Linked DNA regions of Mus musculus: regions 1 and 2 are each linked to region 3. The links are chromatin contacts, called in public ChIA-PET and Hi-C maps. All regions are on one chromosome and are shown on one strand. Each heading gives the region's core, a stretch centred on a gene start, on an enhancer-like site or on the middle of the called end of the contact. The rest is flanking DNA. Distances are from core to core; before and after follow the strand shown. Region 1 overlaps St6galnac5 (ST6 (alpha-N-acetyl-neuraminyl-2,3-beta-galactosyl-1,3)-N-acetylgalactosaminide alpha-2,6-sialyltransferase 5). Region 2 overlaps St6galnac5 (ST6 (alpha-N-acetyl-neuraminyl-2,3-beta-galactosyl-1,3)-N-acetylgalactosaminide alpha-2,6-sialyltransferase 5). Region 3 overlaps St6galnac3 (ST6 (alpha-N-acetyl-neuraminyl-2,3-beta-galactosyl-1,3)-N-acetylgalactosaminide alpha-2,6-sialyltransferase 3).

Region 1 (3,633 bases), core at 605-3,104, 270 kb after region 3:
GCATCCAGCTCACACCCCTTAGGAAGACCAACAGGGGCTCCATGACCTACTTCTCCAGCCCCAACCCCTGCAGCTCCTCTGAGCTCAGGCTCCACACACTCCGGGAGCACAGCTTGCTCACCTACACACATCTGCTGTTCCTTCTGCAGAAACTACCCTTCCATGGGCAGGAGATGACTCACAAGTGAAAAGCGGGCACTGCTCTTGCAGAGGACTCAAGCTTGGGCCTCCACATCCACACAGGTGACTCACAGCAGCCTGTAAACTCCAGCTCCAGAGGCTATGACACTGTCTTCCCGTCTCTGTGGGCAACTGCACTCAGGTGCACATGAGCACATACTGACGCCAGGCACATGCACATATTTAAAATGAAAACGCATCTTTTTTGGGAAGAAATAGTGTTCTTTCAGTTTGCCAGAGATTTAATTATTAAGACCCCGACCAAGGCTTTCTCTCTAAAGTTCCCCCAGAAACCTGCATGCAAAGGAGGGAGACATTCCTTTAGACCGCCCATATCAGTCCCCTCATCTCATATACAATGAGCACCTACTATGTAGTCGGTACTACAGAGAAAGGGGAATGGGACAAACACCAGGCCCTGCCCAGAGCAGAAGTAAGGGAAATCAAGGGCACCTGACCCCGAGAATTCTGCTGTTTGGTACACAGCATGTACTTATGCAAACAAGACAGTATCCTGGTCACATGATCCTATGGGCCAGCCCTGTGTATGGACTTCATTGCTGATGGAAATGCTACTGTACTATGCTTGGCTGTATTAGCAATATAGCCTAGCAAGTGCCAAGCTATTCTTTGTAGCTGTGCACATTTTTTGTCACATAGTATTTCCATTGGTATTTCTTCACCTGTCTCCCAGTCTTGTCTGCCCGACTTCTTAAACATAATTTAGTCATATTGTGTCTTGTAAGTATCAAATCTCAGTAAATCCTTGTTGAGTCTAGCTGTGATCATGCCGCATTTGATTATGTTATATTTGAATAAACCTGGCTAATAGACTCATTAATCATGAGAATGGACAAAAATGATAAATGGGGGAAGAAAGACTTTACATACCCAGGCTTAATTTCTGAATCTTTTGAAAACACAGACCTTCCAAATGGTGGACCAGATGTTGAAGCAAGAGGATGTGTTTAGGTTCTTTGTAGTGAGCTATGTAACTTCTAGGCTTAAGTTAGCCTGCAGAGATGTTAAACAACATGCACTTGTTCCTTAGTCTGCTATATGCATGTGCCTACCTTGTACCTAACATTGTGTGTTGGGATCAGGAGGCAGCAGACAAGAGATAAAGCATGACCCCCCCAACTCTGAGACTCACATCCACAGGGAAAGGCAGAGAAACATATATCAAGTAACTGGAGGATTGGATAGGACAGTGAACATGCTGCAGAGCTTGGATTTATCCCGAAATCACTGTGAGGTAGAGAAGCAACTACCTCAGATGTGTGTTTCAGCTAGGTCGTTCTGGCATTGGTATAGTGATTAGAGTAGCTCTTGGTTACAGGGCAGAGAGCCTGCTGCTCACAGCAGCACGCTAGTGCTACGGGCAGCGTCGGTGACATTGGCAGCCAGGGGATCAAGACAGCTAGGGTTTCTGCCTGCGTGAAGATTCTGAGCTTGCCACCTAGAATGCTCAGACAGTCGGAATACAGCTTCTTCAACTGTAGAAGGTTCGTGGTTCAAGACTGCCTCTCAATGGCTGCCGAAAGAGTCTCAGATGATCCCAGATGGCAGCTCAACTTTGTCTAATTTTGAACCTTTCTGTGTATCTTAATGCCTCATGCCGACTTGAGCAAAACAGGAAGCCGTGATGTTATGGTTAGGGCTGAAGCGGGCTGTCTGCAGAGACAGCATAATGCATGCTGGTGACAATGAGAATTAAGCTCCCCGCCTGCAGCAGAATCGGTGGGACCTGGAGTGAAGGGACTCTGGGGACTTTATAGTGTTTCGCTTCTCTGTGGGGTGGCAGACTTACCAGGCACGGGCTTTTCATAGAGTAAGGTAAAGGGTGGTTTTCCTGCCTCTCATTTCCCATTTAGCTATAGAGAGAACAATTACCATTCTTTGAAATCACCTTTGTTAACGACATCTGAGGAAAGGGAAGGTTCTATTCTAGTTTCATCAGAGAGAAATTGGCCATAAAGTAACAAAAAAATTGTCAAGAGGAAGCCTTGGTCTTAATTCATCCAATGGCATTTATTTGATTGGAAACACAAACACATACTGTACATCTAAATGAACGGCAGGTTTATGGGGCCCATATTTGGAGTTATTCAGCAATTTGCACCTGCCAGGCGGCTTCGGGGACATATGCAAGGTGTCTTGAGTTACCTGCAACTCCCACTCCACACCAAAAGTCATAAAACCCATTCTCTTCAGTTTTATTCAACTTGTACAAGTTTTGAACAAGGAATGCACAAAAAGTGGTAATGGTCTGTGTGTGTTCTAGGCTGCAGGAAGGCAGATGAGGATTGTGGGAACTCGTGGGAACTCCCATCCTATCTGCTTCAGCAACAGCCACGCTGAGAGAAGCTCAGCCCTGGTGCTACCTACACTTGCCACAGATGGACACCGAGGAGTCATGCTCCTGCCCCAGACCCCAAGGAGTCATGCTCCTGCCCCAGACACTGAGGAGTCATACTCCTGCCCCAGACATGGGTGGGTTTTGATGTAGGCTCACCACGTGATGAATTCCTAAGTCCAAAGTTCAGACATCGATGTCAGAGAAGGACAACGTAGGCAAGCACGGTACCTTGTCCCAGTGAGTCTACAGCAATGGCAGGCGATGGTGCCTCGTTTGTGCTCTTATAATAGAGTCCTGGATCATAGGAATACTTATAAAGAGCAGACATTCCTCACAGCTGTGCAGGGAGGAATCTAAGATGGTCATTGGGTGTCTGGTGAAAGCTACATCCCCAAAGGGGATGAACGAGAGGTGAGTCCTCCCAAGGCTGAGCAGAGAAGGTGTGGTACAACTCTACTGTATAGACCTGTTGGGTATGAAGCATTTATGGCTCTGCTAGAAGGGCAGATACAACTCTACTGTATAGACCTGTGGGGCACTTCTGGCTCTGCTATCAGCATCCAGTACCTTAAGGGGCACAGTGGTCGCTTTTGTCATCACGGTGATCAAATAATCTGACATAACACTTTGAAGAGGAAGAGGGGACATGGATCATCGTGGCAGGGAAGATGGCAGCAGGAAGCTCCGCTGGAGAGGGAAGGAGCCTGGTCTGCTATTCCTGGCCTCCCCCACACCTCAGCGGAATTGGGAAGCAGAAAGCTGACAGAAAATGGGGCAGGGATGTAGATCTCAAGCCCGGTGACCAACATCCAAAGGTAGAGCAAGCCTGCGGGGAACGTTTGATATTCAAACCATAGCAGGCGGAGTTCATATGGCCTATCCCCTCTGAAAGTCCCTAACTCTTAACCGATGGCACTGGCAAGGTTACTATAATTAGGTACAGGGACCCAAAATAAAGACCAGAGGGAAGAAGAGTGCCAGCTCCTTCCCTGTGAGCAGAGGCTCTGCAGTCCTTCGGAACTCTTCATCGGGCTCTAGAAAGCTCAGTCAGGCTGTCTTGGGTAGACACTGAATGATCTGTGAGGGATCAGGAG
Region 2 (3,297 bases), core at 99-2,598, 310 kb after region 3:
CCGCACTTGTGCCTCTAACTCTTGGCTGGCTGGTGGGCAATGGCCTGGGAAACTCTAACAGCTACACCTTACCCCTCTGCAGTCTGTTCCAAAGAGGACCTAACTCTCTCCTGCTTTGCCCTCTTCTTCAGTCCAACCCGGAAGTCCCGCCTACTCGCCCAGTGATTGGCTCCTTTATTCATTAGAGGATTGGTTCACAAGAAGCCACCTGAGTACATTACTGTCCTGAGAGAGCAAGCAGCATAGAGCCATCCACAGCAGGGAGGGGAAGAGGGAGAGAGGGAGGAAGAAAGAAAAGAAAGGGATGAAGCTAGAAGCCTTGCAGATGTGGGAAGTGGTGTGTGTATGTGGCGATCAGAGGACAACCTTAGCAGTCATACCTCAGATAACACCCATCTTTTTGTTTGTTTCTTTGTAACAAGTCCTCTCACTGGCCTTGAAGAGGTTTGTTAGTCAGCCCCAGCGACCCGCCTGTCTCCGTCTCCCTGTGTGCTGGATTGCAAGTGCACATTGCCTCTCCCTACTTTTTACATCTGTTCTGGGATCTAGCACGTGTCCTGGTCCTTTCAAAGCAAGCATGTTACCCACCTGGGAAGTTAGCTCTTTGATACTATTGTCCGGCTGACTAGTCTTAGCTCACAGCATCCTGGGCTCTGCACCTGTATGGCTCAGACTTTGTCTCAAGGTTTTAATTGGCCGATTATGTCACCATCATCATGCCCCGAGGCCACCCGCCCTCTTTTGAGCCTCACAAAGGTATCGACCTCCCATGTCTTCTTTTGTTTAGGCTTCCGGGTCTGAACTTTGGGTTCTCTAACTGCATTCAGACTCTGGAAAATGAAGGTTTTCCAGGTTACCTTTGAAAGATCTTTGAGTGATGGGTTCCTTTCGGCCACACAGAATTTTAAGAGTGGAAAAAAAAAAAAAGACCTGTGGATTTAGTCAAACTGCAGCAGCATTTTTTTTTTTCCCTCAGAAATAAAACCTGTCAGTAGCTAGCCCTGGGGAATGTAAACATACCCTTACCTGTAATTAACCTAGGGCTCTCGGTTCTTGATGCAAATGGAGTTTTAGTTGTTTCCTTTATAGAGGAGCAGGAAGCCTGCATTTCAGTGGAGAGCCAGATCTCTGCGGCAGCTCTCTCCCATCTCCTTCTAGAGAGCCCCAGTGAAAATGATAAAGCTAGAGCCGCATTTGATGTAAGACATATGGTAGCTACTGTAATAATATTATCACCAGCTTCTTCAGTGGCTTTGTCAGTCAGGTGCAATTCCACATATTGTCTGAGATAAGAGAGTCCACCCCCAACCCCTCCTCCCACTTCCTGTTGTTGACAGCAAGGCCTTCCTAAAAGTGGCCTAAGAGCTTTGTGACAGATGTGAGGTTCCCGCTTCAAATGTGAGTAATTAGGCTGAGACTAAGGACTGCATGTTAAAGCCTGACCACGCGAGAAGAGAAGAAACCCAGGGAACACTGTGAATATTTCTGATAGTCATTAGCAGGCTAAGCGGGGAGCTTTTGCTAGCTAGTTCTGACGAATCTAGAGGAGGGAAAAGAAGAAAGCAAAGCAAAAAGAAAAAGAAAGAAAGGAAAGGCACCTCGCCCTTTAGAAATCCTCTGTGGGGTCTTCAGCTACGATTTTGACATTTCAAGCTAATCAGGGACATTATAAATTTGTAGGTAACATTTAAAAGCTATACACAGCACTCAAGGAGTTGGCCGTCACCACGTTCATCCCATTGTGCTTTGGGTTGTTCTGTGACTCAAGCTTTGCTTTGCTTGATTGCTAATTTAATAGGAGTTACTTCTGCACTCCAGGCCAGCGGGCACGCAATAAACATGGTTGCGTGAGGAGCTGGCTCCGCAGCGTGTCGTCCTGGGCTTGGTTCTGTGTACTCAGTCTCACAGACTCTGAAGACTCTAGCAGTGTGTTAAAATGGACACACCCCGCCTTTTAAAGAAAGATGTGAAAATAAATAATAAATAACAACAATGTGTCAAAGTGATTTTCATTGCTCGGATTAATAAAAGGAAGCTAACGCTGTGCCTGCATAGGAGGAAAATCACATTATATTTCTTTTTTTCCCTTTTAATGCCACCCCTTGTGCAGAATTTATTTTTCAAAAATCCCACCAAAGACCCATAAAGCAGTGAGTTCTATTCAGGAGTTATTATTTAGGCACAAATCATGGGCAGTCAATGTGCAGAGCACACTCTTGGTGAATTCAATAAATATGTATATGCAAAGTGCAGGTTGGCGAGTTATTCTGCTACGAAGTGCTAAATAACTTGAAGTAATGCCATTAACTTCAGAATGAAATTGGCATTTTATTACTTTGTTGTTAGATTTAAATTATTTGGTTAATTTCTTTTCTTTTCCCCCTTGTAGAGGAGAAATTGCCCACAGGTCAAAAACTTGGGTTGCTAAGCTATCACAAGAACTACAGACCTCTGGTGCTAGGATCTATAGAAAAACACTCAGGGTTTCCAATAAAGGCCTAGAGCAACCAGTAGACCAAGGCATTTTGATGCCTTTTAATTCAAGTTACAGAGAACAGTGGGTGCCTATAAAGCCTAGCCCTCTCCAGCCCCTGCTGGTGCAGCCACGAGTACAATTAAGCCCTGCTTCTCTTAATATATGCGTATTAGATTGATTTCCTCGACATGCCATGTTTAGCATTTCTCCCATGCTCAACAATAAGCATTCCCAAATCCATCCGGTCACTTCTTACCAGATGAAGCTGAGGGTCTGAGGAGAGCTGTCACTAAAGCAAAGACCAGAAATCACCTGACTCGTCAAACACTGAACTCTCTGCTAAAATAGCCAAAATGGTTTCTTCTGCACTAACCCTTTAAGACGTCAGAGCCAGGAAGCATTATTATGGAAGCAGAAGCGTTAGAAGGAAGCTGAGACCTGAGGAGGGAATAGCACCGCCTTAAAGTTCAAGACCTCCCCCGACAACCATCAATCACCACACAACATATCCAGGTCCCTGGCCACTCCAAAGTGCACAGCTTTCCCCAGATTCAATCCAGTATTTGGTCTCTAAAGAAGTAGGAAAAAAAAAACCATCCACTAAACCCCACCCTGCTCTCCATGTGTCTTTCTTTGCAGAGGATTTTTAGATAGGAAGTATGAAGGAGATTCCTCTACCAGTTATAAGAGACTCATGTATGTGTGTATCTTTCATTCAACAAACACAGGCCAACCTATTTCCAACCTATTCATGAATGCCATCATCTCGGAAAATTAGCTGTATCTATCATTAACTACTATTCGATGAGTGACTTAGATGG
Region 3 (3,636 bases), core at 1,005-3,504:
GATGCAGCTCAAGCGTTTGTCATCCAGTGGAGAGAGCTCTGGACCTCTTGCAGAGATTTTCTCAGTGCTGGCCTGGTACTTTCCCTACTGTTGCTACCAAAAGCTGGATATAGGAGCATCTTCAGGACAGAAGTGTGTTTGGGCTCGCAGTTGCTGGGTTCCACCTCACCATCATGGTGGGGAAAGCATGGCCCGTAGCAGGTTTGCGCCACAGCTGAGCCCTTTTCAGGTCACTTTCTCCTTCTCACTCCTAAGCAATGGACAGAGACACCCATAACCAGGGTGGCTCTCTTCTCAATTAAATCTTTCTGAAAACACCCTCACAGACACGCCCAGCGGTTTGAAATCCAGTGGGCGTGGACAGCAAAACCAAGCCATCACACACAGACAGAGAGAACAGTCTGGGTAGAGGGTGCACCAGGGCAGCTTGCTGTCCGTCCCCACGGTCTGTGTCCCAGGTTCCTGATCCTTGTTGTCCAGCCTCTGAAGACCTTGCAAACAGGTTCTGCCCGGGCATGCCTGCAGCCTGCCATTCTCACTGGACAAATTAGCTCTCATGAGCTGACCTCTTCACACCAGGGTAGGTGCCTGGAGACATCCTGCCTCTGACACTTCCCTCAGGGGCTACAGGAGTATGACCTATAAGACCTATACCTGCTAACTTGGGTTGTCAGGGACTGAAGCCTCTTACAAAGAAACAAAGAACATGGTAGCAGCCATCTGTTTTTTACTAAGATAGCTCTGCGAGCAGAAACACAGAATCTTTGTTCCCATCTTCCTGTTTCTTAAATGCATATCCGCTCGCAGTTGCTGAGAATTAAAACCGTCAATGCGATTTCTCCTAAATAATTCCCCAGGAAAACACTTAAGCCCTCCATTCATTATCTAAATGTAACTTGAGGACGGGGACAGAAGAGTTATTTCAGAGAGAAAATAATCAAGGAATCATTTATCAGTCTCCCTGCCCTTTGTCTAACAAACCTAACGAGTGTGATGTCCCTGTTGACGGGCGCTGTCAGGCCCCGCACAGAGGAGAAACAGAGGCAGACTGGGCAGCTTTTCAGACCTCAGTGCCATGTTCTCAGCAGAAGCAGGGTTATAGTGCCTACCTGGAGATGCAAGTGCCCACACCGGAGAACAGATTCTCAGCCTGGTGAGCACTTGGAAATAGATACACACTTGTCTCAGCTAGATAAGCCGGGCTCTGCTCCGTGCCTGTTGATGGTGCGTAATTTTGTAATTAGGACTTGATAGACTCAAAGGAGGTTTGTTAAACAGCTCCTTATATATATTTTATTTGCTTAATCATTTGTTTATTTTATAGGGAGGACAGCTGGTACGATGGAGCGCATGGGGGTCAGAGGACAACTTGTGGGAGTCAGTTCTCACCTTCACCATGTGGGTCTTTGAAATCAAACTTGGTCCTCGGTCTTGGTGGCACGAGCCCCTACCCTCTGAGGCATCTCGCGCTCCCTTTATTGAGCATCTCTTGACACAGCTTCCATGTTTCTTTACTGGAGGTTTCACCCACGTCCACAGTTTTAAATTTGCCACCCAATCCTTTCTCTGATACTTATTTGCCTACTTGCTCTGAAGTTCATTTCTCTTCCAGTAATCAGCCTCGGGAGTTCTTACTGTTCACGATGGTTGGGAAATCAGAGATAGACAGGAGGCTGGGCTTCTCTCAGAGCGTTCCCACGGTAGGGAACCCCTGCCCGGGTGATGTGCAGTGAGCATGCCCGTTCGGTGGGTGACAGCTGCTGGGACGGCAAAGGATGTGTTTGAGGTGGTGGTGTTTGTATGGAAAAAGTCATGTACTCATCAGGAAGAAATTCTCTCTGGATTGCCTAGACTCACATAGAGGCTCAGCAACAGCAGCAGCATGAGCCAGAACCCCTCCCGCTGTGCTTCACCCCCAAGAGGCTTGCACTGAAGGTGGCTTTCAACATGGGCTGACAGGAAACCTAAAGTGGCTGCTGATATCCTGCCACATGGCTGCATGGTTTTAGTTGTAGCACTTGGGGGAATAACATACTCTTCTGAGAAATGTAGGGAATGAAAAAAAAATCTCACACAAAAATTTAGCTATTTAAAAATGAAGCTATTTCTATGCATGGGGAACTTTTTTTTTTCTTTCAAATTAAAGGTTGGCAGTAGCATTCGTCAGTGTTACCAGTGTGACAGTCTGTGAGACCCAGTTTCCTTCAACATTGGGCCACCCTGCTAAGGGTGCGTTTGTCACTGACCTCAACGCCTGTCAGGAAAGGAAGACCTTTGAAAGTCCCAGAGACCTTGAATCCTTTCTCATCGCCTGAGGCTCTCAGAGGACCTGAGTGATTGATTATGACTCAGTCAGAAGTACTTAATTTTTTTACTACTTATTCTTTGAGATTGTGTGTTTTGGTTGTATGTGTGAGTTTGATGTCTATTTCTTTGTGTGTGTCTATGTGTATGTGTGCACATGTGTGCACACTCATTTGGAAAGATGTTTCCAGTGTGCTACACTGAGCCTCACTTCAGGGACTCTGGTTTCCCTGAAGGGGGAGTTCTCCTCACCACTATTATAAGCAGCCAGGGCTGAGAACTGGTCCACTTTTGCACCCAGTTTATCTATCCAGTTCAGATGAGCTCATGCATTCTGGACCTGGCTCGTTATCAGGAGCCTGGCAGACTTCTTAAATGTTTTGTAGGGATCTCTGTTTGGATTTTGGTTTCCCCCATGCTGCCCAAGCAAAGTTAATTACTTCCTGTGTGATAACTTACCCGAGCCTCTTTGATCTCACTTATGTGGAATTATTGTTTTTTTTTTTTTTTTTCCGGTTCTGTCTGCCTATGTAGACAGTCTTCTCTGAGGCAGAGACTGTGTGCCGTGCATATGAGAGTCTCTGCCTTGGACACAAGCTGGCACTGACAATAGCTCTGTCGGTGTCCAGGGATAGAAAGATGGACACAACACTGAAAGAAAAAAAGGTATGACGTGTGGTTTAGTATTGGCTGCAAAATGCCTCTGTAAACACTGTCAAAGATAGCTATGTAGACAAACCTCTGCTTTCTTGTACTATCACCAGTATTCATCAGAATTATGGCAGCTATCGTCCTTTTATTAAATGATTTAGACCAGTAAACTACATCTGGAAATGAGGAACATACAGAGATGGGGAGGGGGGGTAATCAAGAGTGGAGGAGCAGGCTCACTAAGCCATAATCAAGTTGAAATCACTTCAGCTGGGGAGCAGACCCACTGTGAGGCTGTCAGGACAGTCCTTAGGCCTTCTGCGATGGGTAGAAGGTATGTGCCTGGCTGGGTTTGTCCTGGTTCCACAGTCTGGGCTGGATGAAGTGCTTAGATTTCCTGTAGACCTGTCCATTCTGAATGACCATGTTCATCCTGTGAAGCCATGGGTATCGCTTCAAAGATGATTTTAACACTCATTTCCCTTTCCAACTTGCGATGGGATTTCAGAGCTTTGCTAGCCTCGCTGATTATTAGCCCTTTCTGGGCTCAGTAATGAGAAGTAAGGAAATCCATGGTTTAGCCTGAGTCAAGCAGCATAAAGTGTGGGGCTCCGGGTAGGCTTCCCCTCGTGGCCCACGAGGAAGCCTGTCAGGCACTCCTGCACAGAGCCATGGGAGCAA

The links. Hi-C and Micro-C count contacts between places; a contact is called where the count stands out from the background. ChIA-PET counts read pairs in DNA pulled down with a chosen protein or histone mark.
Region 1: a Hi-C map of Th1 cells shows a contact between it and region 3, with 1.9 times the contacts expected there. The contact joins two enhancer-like sites. A contact is called at or near these places in 1 of 15 datasets of contacts at CTCF or cohesin (pro-B cells), 12 of 484 Hi-C or Micro-C datasets (CD4 T cells, CD8 T cells, Th1 cells and 5 more) and 3 of 115 datasets of contacts at active chromatin or transcription factors (embryonic basal ganglia, forebrain and memory CD8 T cells).
Region 2: an RNA polymerase II ChIA-PET map of memory CD8 T cells shows a contact between it and region 3, with 165 read pairs. The contact joins two enhancer-like sites. A contact is called at or near these places in 1 of 39 promoter capture datasets (the C10 cell line), 1 of 484 Hi-C or Micro-C datasets (nephron progenitors), 2 of 115 datasets of contacts at active chromatin or transcription factors (CD8 T cells and memory CD8 T cells) and 1 of 9 other capture datasets (embryonic stem cells).

The regions. Positions count from the first base shown.
Region 1 is chr3:152,968,107-152,971,739 of GRCm38.p6, reverse strand. The region is part of intron 2 of St6galnac5 (ST6 (alpha-N-acetyl-neuraminyl-2,3-beta-galactosyl-1,3)-N-acetylgalactosaminide alpha-2,6-sialyltransferase 5); the gene reads left to right. The region is part of intron 2 of Gm46830 (a long non-coding RNA gene); the gene reads right to left. Among named protein-coding and RNA genes, the nearest start is that of St6galnac5, 12 kb to the left of the region's middle. Within about 2 kb of position 1,854, at least 29 of the 459 cell types and tissues checked have an H3K27ac peak or open chromatin away from gene starts, as enhancers often do. A contact at or near this core is called in CD8 T cells, Th1 cells, memory CD8 T cells and 1 more, where this site is marked.
Region 2 is chr3:152,926,847-152,930,143 of GRCm38.p6, reverse strand. The region is part of intron 2 of St6galnac5 (ST6 (alpha-N-acetyl-neuraminyl-2,3-beta-galactosyl-1,3)-N-acetylgalactosaminide alpha-2,6-sialyltransferase 5); the gene reads left to right. The region is part of intron 2 of Gm46830 (a long non-coding RNA gene); the gene reads right to left. Among named protein-coding and RNA genes, the nearest start is that of Gm46830, 29 kb to the right of the region's middle. Within about 2 kb of position 1,348, at least 80 of the 459 cell types and tissues checked have an H3K27ac peak or open chromatin away from gene starts, as enhancers often do. A contact at or near this core is called in CD8 T cells and memory CD8 T cells, where this site is marked.
Region 3 is chr3:153,239,634-153,243,269 of GRCm38.p6, reverse strand. All of the region lies in intron 3 of St6galnac3 (ST6 (alpha-N-acetyl-neuraminyl-2,3-beta-galactosyl-1,3)-N-acetylgalactosaminide alpha-2,6-sialyltransferase 3), which reads left to right. Among named protein-coding and RNA genes, the nearest start is that of Gm52634, 15 kb to the left of the region's middle. Within about 2 kb of position 2,254, at least 43 of the 459 cell types and tissues checked have an H3K27ac peak or open chromatin away from gene starts, as enhancers often do. A contact at or near this core is called in CD8 T cells, Th1 cells, memory CD8 T cells and 1 more, where this site is marked.